Linked DNA regions of Sus scrofa: region 2 is linked to region 1. A link is a contact called in public Hi-C data. All regions are on one chromosome and are shown on one strand. The core of a region is the stretch at or near the end of the contact, and the rest is flanking DNA. Distances in the headings are between cores, read along the strand shown.

Region 1 (4,800 bases), core at 903-3,402:
GCATTACTTTTTAATTTTATTTTTTTCTTTTTTATGGCCACACCTGCGGCATGTGGACGTTCCTGGGCTAGGGACTGAATCGGAGCTGCAGCTGCCAGCTACACCACAGCCACAACAACACTGTTTTTACACCCAAGTCTTTCTGGCTTTTAGAAACTGTTTTTCACCCGTGCATGACACTGCTTTCCCTCTTCTAAAGGGACAGCTGACAAGTTCATCCCTATAAAACAAAAGCGAAGAGACTTAAATGAAAAATAATAACAAAGTGACTTTGCCATGGAGAAATCTGACACTACCCCAGCCAGATGATCAAAGCCAACCTCAGCAGCGATAAGTCTTGTTGCTAGTGTGTCTCTATGTTATGATGTGAAGAGAGAGTTACTTTAGATCTGTGGCTTCCTCCCCAAACTCAAAACATAAACCTAGTATAACCATGATTAGAAAAAAAAAAAAAAATCAGGCTTAAGACTGAGCTGACAGAGATGTCAGCATTATCTGACAAAGATTTTAAAGCTGCTATCATAAAAATGCTTCATCGAGACGACAAATACACTGGAAACAAATGGAAAAAAAAAAAAAGAGTTCCCATCGTGGCTCAGAACCCAACTAGTATCCACGAGGACGAGGGTTCAATCCCTGGCCTCGCTCAGTGGGTTAAGGATCCAGTGTTGCCATGGCTGTGGTGTAGGCTGGCAGCTACAGCTCTGATTCGACCCCTAACCTGGGAACTTCCATATGCTGCAGGTGCAGCCCTAAAAAGACAAAGACCAAAAAAAAATTTTTTAATAAAAAAGTAGGGAAGGTTTGGGAGTGCCTGCTGTGGTACAACGAGTTAAGGAGACAGTATTGTCTCTGTGGTGGGGCTTGGATTTGATCTCTGACCCAGAACTTCCAGATGCCATGGGTGTGGCCAAAAAAAGAAAAAAATTAAATTAAAAAAATATATATAGTAGGGAAGGTTTAGAGTATCGTCCCTGTGTTTGGGATAAAATTTTCAAATAGCTAAGATTTAGAATAGAACCAATATTGCAGATGTTAGGTGATATTATTAGCAAGCCTCATCTTACAGCAGCAATGCACACTGAAAATAAGAGAAAAATTAGAGATATTAAGGTAAAGGTTGTCAAGTGAATATATAAAGGAAATAGACCCAAACAATAAATAATAAAATTATAATTAAGAGAGTTTCCTGGTAGTCTGGTGGTTAGGACTTGCACTTTCACCACCACAGCCTGGGTTTAATCCCTCGTCTGGAAACTAAGATCCCACATCAAGTTCTGCATGCCACGGTCACACACACACACACACAAAAAAGGAAAATTAAAAAACAAAATAAAAAAAACCCAGGCAAGTCCATGCAAAGGGACATTCTTCCAAATCAATGACTGGTATTCTCGAAGTGGTCAAGACTATCAAAATCTAAGTTATACAAACTCTCAGAAATCAGAGGAGTCTAAGGAGACAAGAAGATGAAGTGTAATGTGGTATTGGAGATGGGATACTGGGACAGAAAAAGGATATTAAGGGAAAATGAGTGAAATCTGGAAAACAGCTGGAGTTTAGTTCCCAGGAATGTACCAGCGATGATCCCTTAATTGCAACAAATGTACCAGGGTAATATCAGATATTAAGAGGGAAAATAAGGTGAGAGACAACAGGAATGCTCTGTACTATCTTTGTAATGTTTCCAGAAGTCTAAAAGTATTCTAAAATAAATTTTAAAAGAGATATTTATCAATTCTGTGAACCCAAAGAATTGCTAGAAACAGAGAAATTGTTTTTTTATGCTCTTGTGATGTCACTTCCTTGGAAATATTGGGAATAGAATAGATAACTCAGCATCATGAATAGGTTAGAAGTTCTTGAAGCAGGATACTGGATCGAATTCTTTCTTAACATCAGTTCCAGATTTTTCAAGACCATAAATCTATTTGGTATTAACTGTTACAATGACTCTTCAGAATCATTGGGAAATGCACAGAATGAAAAGCTAATTATTTGTAATTATATGTCTGAGTGACTGCAAAGGACTTCAAACTAGTGTAAAAAGTAGGTTTCTTAGCCGGTGCACAGGAAAGACAGTTAGCATTGGATGGTAATGCACCAGTGATAGTGAGCACTTGCCTTCTGATGGTATTTGTGTAGTTGCACTGTTTCTCCCAGTAGGGGGCTCAGTTGACCATTGAATGGAAGAGGGGCCCTGGCATTGGAGAACAGAGGTGTGTGGCTTCGCTGGAAACAGAGTTTGCAGGGTAATTTTGAGAAAGAATAACTATTCCGAAATCTTGTCCAGTAACCCTTGTACCAGTAACCCTTGTAAGAAGGGGGACAGATGCCACCAACCAACATGGCTGAGGTAGAGGGTGTATTAGAGAAGAAAGAATGTGTATTGGACTAAACCAGAAGACAGAACACTTAGGTTTATGTATTACTGAAAATTTGTCTCCCCCACTGAGAAGCAGGTTAGAACTGACAAAACTAGAAATGCCCTCTCCCTGGCCAGACTTATGTTGCTGCAAAGTCACATGGAAGAAACGTGCTTAGAGTATCATGTATTCACTGATTGGCCACAAATATCTTATTCCATGAAGCATTTCACAAGACAGCGCATGCATTTAATCGTTTAGCTTAAGCACATCCGAAAGGAGTTCCCTGGTGGCCTGACAGTTAAGGACTCAATGTTGTTACTGCCATGGCTTAGGTTACTGCTGTGGCTCCGTTTCGATCCCTGGCCTGGAAATTTCCGCATGCCTCTGGAATAGACAAAAAAAAGCACAGCACCAAGATCAGCCTCTATATAAACACACACACACAAACACACATACACACACAATTAAAATCTTCTAATGTCCTCCCATTTCTACTAAGTCCAAGTACAGTACAGAATCCTTAACTTGGAGTTCCTATTGTGGCTCAGCAGAAATGAACCCAACTAGTATCCATGAAGACTTGGATTCCTCCCTGCCCTCACTCACTGGGTTAAGGATCCAGTGGTGCCGAGAGCTGTGGTGTAGGTCACAAATGGGGCTCGTATCCCATGTTGCTGTGGCTGTGGCATAGGCCGGCAGCCGTAGCTTCAATTCGACCCCCTAGCCTGGGAACTTCCCTATGCCACACCTGCAGCCCTAAAAGAAAAGCAAAAACAAAAACAAAAAAATGAAACGGAATCCTTAACTTGACCTCCTAAGTCCTGCAGGCTCTGGCATCTCAAAATTATCTCATACCACTCCCCACTCACTCCAAGTGTTCCAGCCCCACTCCCCTTCTTCTAGTTCAGTCTGTGCTCCTTGGGATCTTGGCTCAGCCGCTTTCCCATGGAGGAAGCATCTCTCAGCTCTAGGTTAGGCAGCCTTTTTTGCTAAAAGCTTACAGAGCACCCTGTACTTTGCTTTCATAGCTCTAATGACAGGTCACCTGTGTGTGCTCAACATAGTATGAGACAATGCTCGGCATGAATAATTCACTCATGTGATTGTTAGATGAGTATTGATTTTCCTCTCTAGACGGCGCATACCTTGGGATTAAGGTTCATGTTTTTATTCTCCGTGTATCCCCGTGCCCAGCACAGGACCTGGCTCAGAGCAGGCTGGCTATATGTATTTGCACAATAAATGACTGAAGGATCAACCTGCTCCCCACCTACCTGTTTTATCCTTTTCATCCAAAAAGAAAAAAAAAATAAACAATTTCACCCAGGAATTAGAATTAGGAATATGTGATTACTGTACACCAGGCTATTTGGGAGATTTGGGGAAAATAGTATAAATGAGACATTTAAATATTAGCTGCAAAATATAGGGAAAATTATAGAAAAGGATAAGATTAAATCACGTAAAACAAAAACTTTGAGACTGGTCATTAAAGGGGCATATTTTATAAAGAACCATTTTCCAGGATGCCAGCATTGATGAGGAGCAGACAAAAAGTATTAATTCAGGTGAGATAATGTATTCTTACTAAACAAGGGACTTGGAAAAGGCAGCTCTAGACTCAGCTCATCTCTTCCCTTAGCAAAGCAAAGTCCTAAAGAGCGAAATCTATAATAGACACCAGAGAAAGCCATGCTCCATGCAGGACGCTGCTAAGCTGGGCTACACCAATTGGGATAACTCTTTAGCTTAGACTTTGCTGTGAGAAGCTCAAGTTGTCCTATCTTTGGCCAATGGGAGTCTCTTTGAGTTGAGTCCAAAGTCCTTCCTACACTACTATCCTTCAAGAGCTTTCTCACTCTCTGACATAAAGAAATGTTCCAGAATCTTCTTGTACATTTCCTGCTCCAAAGATGGAATTAGCTATAGGTCTAAGAAATAATAGGCCACTAAGCATTCATCATACTCATTGCTCCTAGCTTGGTTATTGTTTCTATGCCTCTTCAGTGATACCTACAATTTTTTAAAACCTCCTGAGTTTATCCTGCTACTTCTACTTCAAGTCTAGTACTGCAAAGCTTTTAAATGTGTCTGTTTCATCTGTATGCATCTTTATTCTATAATGAGAATTCTGAATCTCAAGGACACAAAAGAATGACAGAATGACGATATCTATTAATTATTCATTTATCCCATATCCCACACACAGTCTTAGAAAAACAACTCTTAGATTTCAGAATTTACTACCTCTAATGAGATGAAAACCCATTCCTGCTGACCTCAGAAGAAAAGAAGCCAGAGAGATGAAAAATAAAATATAATATCTTTGCCCACAGTGTGTAGGTTCTATGACACTTACTCACTTAACAAAGCCCATCCCATTCTCTTTTTTAAACAGGATAAAGTAGAAATAAATAGGGATGATATGTAT
Region 2 (4,800 bases), core at 1,479-3,978, 350 kb after region 1:
AAGTTTGTTGAGTTCTTTATATCAAAGTATTTTAGCCATGGATTTTATTTTCTTTAAAACAGGATCAGTTCTCAAACTTTGCAGTGCCTGTGTTAGCAAGTACTTACTATATCATAAACATGATAGAAGACTGCATTTTTCAACGACAAAATTCTTTTTCTTAATCTGTAGTTGCTCTCATATCAATCTGATTCCACATCAAATGTGCTTTTATGAGTTCATCTTGGGAGTTCTCTTGCGGTGCAGAGGGTTAAGGATCTGGCACTGTCAATGCAGCAGCTCAGGTCACTGCTGCGGCACAAGTTCAGTCCCTGGCCCAGGAACTTCCACATGCTGTGGGTACGGCTCCCCCTCCCCCAAAAAAAGGAGTTCATTTTCATCTCCTTCTATACATAAATGCAAATCTGAAAAGAGTGAGAATCCAGACCAAACTATCAAGTGTGGGAACAATGAAACAAATGTGGGATAGTAAAAATAATCTGTTTAACTGAAATCTGCCTTAGCTCCAAAATGGATACAGTTGTCTGGGATTCCTTGACTCTGACCTAAGATGAGGTCAGATTTCATAAAACTTTTCTCAAAAATCACAGTAAATTTTGGTGACCATCTTCATCTAGCCTTAGTGGAAGAGAATCTAGAATTAGTTTGATAATTTAAGGCCAGGAAGTGGAAGTATAGAGAAAACAAGGATTAGCAAGTGTGGCAAGCATCAATAATAGGCCCATCTTCTATGCCCACACACCCAGCTGTGACCAAGGACCAGCATCTTATGGAATACCCCTCTACCTTCTTCTCCTGTACTCCCAAGAGTACCAGGACATCCCTCTTCACAAGAGGCAGTTTAAATATGGTGATTAAGAACTCGGATTTAGATAACCTGGATTCAAATCCTAGCTCTGCTATTTATAAACTCTGGACCATTAGGTAACCATTAACATCTCAGCCTGTCTCTTCTTTTGTATAATGAACTTAGTAACAACAGTACCTCATAGTTTCCTTGAGATTTTTGTGAGTTGATACATATAATGTGCTTGCAACAATACACAGAAGGTATTCAGTAATGTAAGCTATTCTCTACCTTTTAGCTCTATTTCAGGCTACAAAAAGAATTTTAGAAAAATCACCTAGTCCAATTGCCTCATTTTACTAATAAACCTAGGCCAAGATGATACTAATAACGGTTTACCAAGATCATTAGCAGAAGTTACCGACAACCAAGACTACAGTCAATGTCCCAGTCTAGTTTTTGTTCCACCACAGCACCACAGGTAAGCTTACATCTGAGACCTGAGATTTTGAGACTTCCCAGTCCAACCTCAACCACCCAACTTTTCTGCATCTAAAACTCATTTTTATCATGTTATCCCCTTACTAGTAAACTAATAAGACTACTAAAATAACATCACTATGCATTAATATACTAAATTCTTTACATCTGTTACTGATTCATCAAATCAACAAGACATTGATTGCAATTTACAAATGTGAACAATCAAGAATTTGAACTCAGGTCTAACATGAAGTCCCTGCTTTTTCCCGATGCAATGGAAGACACATTAATACGACCCTAAACTAAATGTGCCAAACATTCTGCAAAGTTTGATGTCAAATTCCTTTGATATTTCTATTATCTAAGCAACTGAAGGCAAATTTCATTCCCTTCAAGCTGCATCTACTTTCAGCAACGCTTGTTCAGATCCCTTCAGATTGACTTGTTGTGGTTAGGTAAGTCTAATTTTAAATTCCATCAGGTTAAGGAATTGATCATAAACTAGATCCCCAGCGTGGCTAGCTATACTGAGTTTAATCAATGAGTAAGTATAGGCACAGAATACACAGGCATAGCTTTGGAGCCTCAGGTACAGATACAGTGTTGGGAAAAGAGCACAGCATCTGTCCTTAAAACTATTACGTCATAGTACTGGAACAAAACACTGAACAACAAAAGTCTTCCCTTTCAGGAATGTCTCCGGTTTCTCCTTTCCAACCCTAACTCCCCCGAACTTGTCCAGCAGGACCCTGAAGAGTAGCCCATTGAAACATCAAGCCAATGGCTGGTTTCAGCCCCTGAAAGGATGTCGCCAGCCCTTGTTTTACCGCTCCCTCGCTTCCCTCCCCGCGCCTCGGCGTCCTCTCCCCCATCGCTGCAGAGCAGCCGCGGTCAAGTCCAGGCGTGCCTGGTCTCATCCCACCCGAACGCCCCTCCAGCGGTCCCATTTCAGGCCAGGATTTGGACAGAGGCCTTGGACTCAGGAGCTGCGGGGAAAGGTCCGCCCCAGGGAAGGAGGGTGGCCCCCAACAAAGGAACCTCTGGGCCCAATAATGAGACGATGAGAAAAAGGTTGCGCAGGGGTTTGCAGGGAGCCAGGCCCCAGTCGACCGGCAGATGCCCCGGCCGTAAGATGCTCTTCCCAAGTCCCCGAAGCGCCAGGCGGCATCCAGCCCGCCCCGCCCTCCAGGCCCTCGGCGATACCGAGGCCCCAACGCCAGCAGCCCGGGGTTAGGCCCTCCGCGGCCCACGACGGCCCTCACCTGCCGTTAGAGGCGCCGGCAGGGGGAGGGATCGGGAGGACGCCTCAGGCCGGGATACTTGGGTCGACTGGCACTAGCAGCCCCGCCCTCTCTGCCCACAGAGCGTGCGCCGAGGCGGGAGGCCCGCCCCGTCTCGCCCCCGTCGTCAGCCAATCCCCACTCAAGAAGTCACGCCTGCGCATTCGCTGCCCGACGCCCCAGTTGTCCAATCTCAAAGCCCCGGGATCCACCTTTTGCCATAACAAAAGGACACCGGCATCCAATCAGAATTGAGGAAGTTGTGGGCGGGTCCAGGAATCGCAACACCCAATGACAGTACAGGAGCTAAACTAAGCGTGTGAAAGCCAACCTGAGACAAGCCGCTCTTCAGTTTCAGCAGGACCCTGAAAATGAGGCCAGGAAGGGAGTGTGGCGAATTCTGTCAGCTGTCAGGCAGGAGGTTGGTAAAATCGAACACTGGGCAAGAGAGAAATCATTCAATATCAAGAAGAGGGCAAGTGTGAACATAAAGGGAAAAGTACTGAGGTTCTTCAATTCTAAAAGCAGACTTTTCCATATTTTTAAATTTCCCATTAAGTGCTCCCCTAATGGATTGTACCTCACAGCATCTTACCCAAACTGTTACAAAATTCACAGTGCGCCTGACCATTTATTCATATTTTAGGATTGAGAAAATATCATAGTACTATTTTGGTGTATAGCCCTTTTGATCACTTTATCCCATTTGATCCTCACCGCAACCCATAAAATGAAACTTAAGAGTAAATAAATGTCCTGCTCAAGGTATAGACACAGTGTGAAATGCTGTGTGCCAGGCTTTGTGATGTAATGTAATCTGGCTTTATACCATTCACAGATACCTGGCACTTGACACAAAGCAGCATCCTGCTTGTTTTTAATATTTGTTATTGTTTTTGCTTTGACACATTCTTCTGAGTTATAAAGGTGAGCCATGCGTCTTCCTATTTCTTGACTGACTTCTAGCACAGTTTGCTAAGATAGAGCCTTACCTCTTTTAAGAAATATATTTTAAAAATTCCATTCAGTGTTTGAAAACAGTTTGCTAAGATAGAGCCTTACTTCTTTTAAGGAATATATTTTAAAAATTCCTTCAGTGTTTGAAAACTGTGCCTTGACCAGAATTAAGATACACACCATGATGAAAATTTACACACCATGAGGAGAATGCAATGTAGGAGCTAATAAGTGGAAAATAAGATCCAACGTAAATCTAATAGGGACAAAATGAGAGAGAATGGGTGTGGGCAGTATTCAAAGAATAATAACAGAATTTTTCAGGGTTGTGAAATATTTGAATTAGATTCAAGAAGTACTTATTCTTGAGCAGGATTAAAATATGGAATTCCATACCTGCACACATTATGATGAAACTGCAGAATATCAAAGACTAAGAGAACCGTTAAAAAGAGAGGTTTTTTTTTTTTTTTTTTTCACTAGAAGAACAGGTTTGGGGTTTTTTTCCCGCTTTTAATTTTAAGTAGTGTAAAATATGCATAAAAGATTTATCATTTAAACCATTTTAAAGTATGCTGTTCAGTAGCGTTAAATATATTCTCCTTTTTGTGCAATCAGTCCCTAGAACTTTTCATCTTGCAAAACTGAAACTCTGTGCCCATTAAACAACTCCCCATTCACCTGTTCTGCCTGGCCCTGGCAAACACTACTCTTTCTGTCTCTCATTTTCACTATTTTAGGCACCTTCTGTAAGTAGAATCATACAGTATTTGTATTTTGTGACTAACCCATTTTGCTTAGCATAACATCCTCACAGTTCATCCATGCTGTGGCATGTTAGGATTTTTTCTTAAGGCTGAATAGTATTCCATTGTGTATATGGGTGTGTGTATTTATATTTTGTTTATCCATTAATTCCTCAGTGCACACTTGAGTTGCTTTTAGCTTTCAGCTACTATGAATGCTGCTATGATTGTGGTATATGCAAATATCTCTTTGAGATTCTGCTTTCAGTTCTTTGGAGAATACATTTAGAAATGGAATTACTAGATCATATGGTAATTCTATTTTGAAAGCATCTTTTAAAAATCTGGTATTAACACAAGAATAGACAAAAAGAAAGAAAGGCAAGTACTGCACCTGGAAGTTGGTACACAGTAAAGGTGTCTGGTAAGGAAGAAATGCTGGTGAAGTTGTGGGAAAAAGCTAGTATTTATTATTCTTTTTTTCTTTCTTTTTTTTTTTTTTTTTTTGTCTTTTTAGGGCCCCACCACCCCGAGGCATATGGAAGTT

The links. A called contact is a pair of places that touch in the nucleus more often than the background predicts.
Region 2: a contact with region 1 is called in a Hi-C map of alveolar macrophages, with 2.7 times the contacts expected there. The contact joins the promoter of SCOC here to the enhancer-like site in region 1. A contact is called at or near these places in 3 of 5 promoter capture datasets (fetal liver, fetal skeletal muscle and liver), 22 of 47 Hi-C or Micro-C datasets (alveolar macrophages, blood, embryonic fibroblasts and 13 more) and 1 of 2 datasets of contacts at active chromatin or transcription factors (skeletal muscle).

The regions. Positions count from the first base shown.
Region 1 is chr8:86,342,264-86,347,063 of Sscrofa11.1, forward strand. No RefSeq gene overlaps it. Among named protein-coding and RNA genes, the nearest start is that of TBC1D9, 58 kb to the right of the region's middle. Within about 2 kb of position 2,153, at least 2 of the 83 cell types and tissues checked have an H3K27ac peak or open chromatin away from gene starts, as enhancers often do. A contact at or near this core is called in alveolar macrophages, where this site is marked.
Region 2 is chr8:86,687,963-86,692,762 of Sscrofa11.1, forward strand. SCOC (short coiled-coil protein) reads right to left here and starts at 2,729. Exons shown (of 5, transcript XM_003357017.4): 1 at 2,673-2,729; 2 at 2,533-2,671. The coding sequence starts at 2,714. It overlaps LOC110262150 (a long non-coding RNA gene), which reads right to left and starts at 2,528. Exons shown (of 2, transcript XR_002346763.1): 1 at 2,474-2,528; 2 at 108-618. LOC110262151 (a long non-coding RNA gene) reads left to right here and starts at 2,767. Exons shown (of 4, transcript XR_002346765.1): 1 at 2,767-2,971.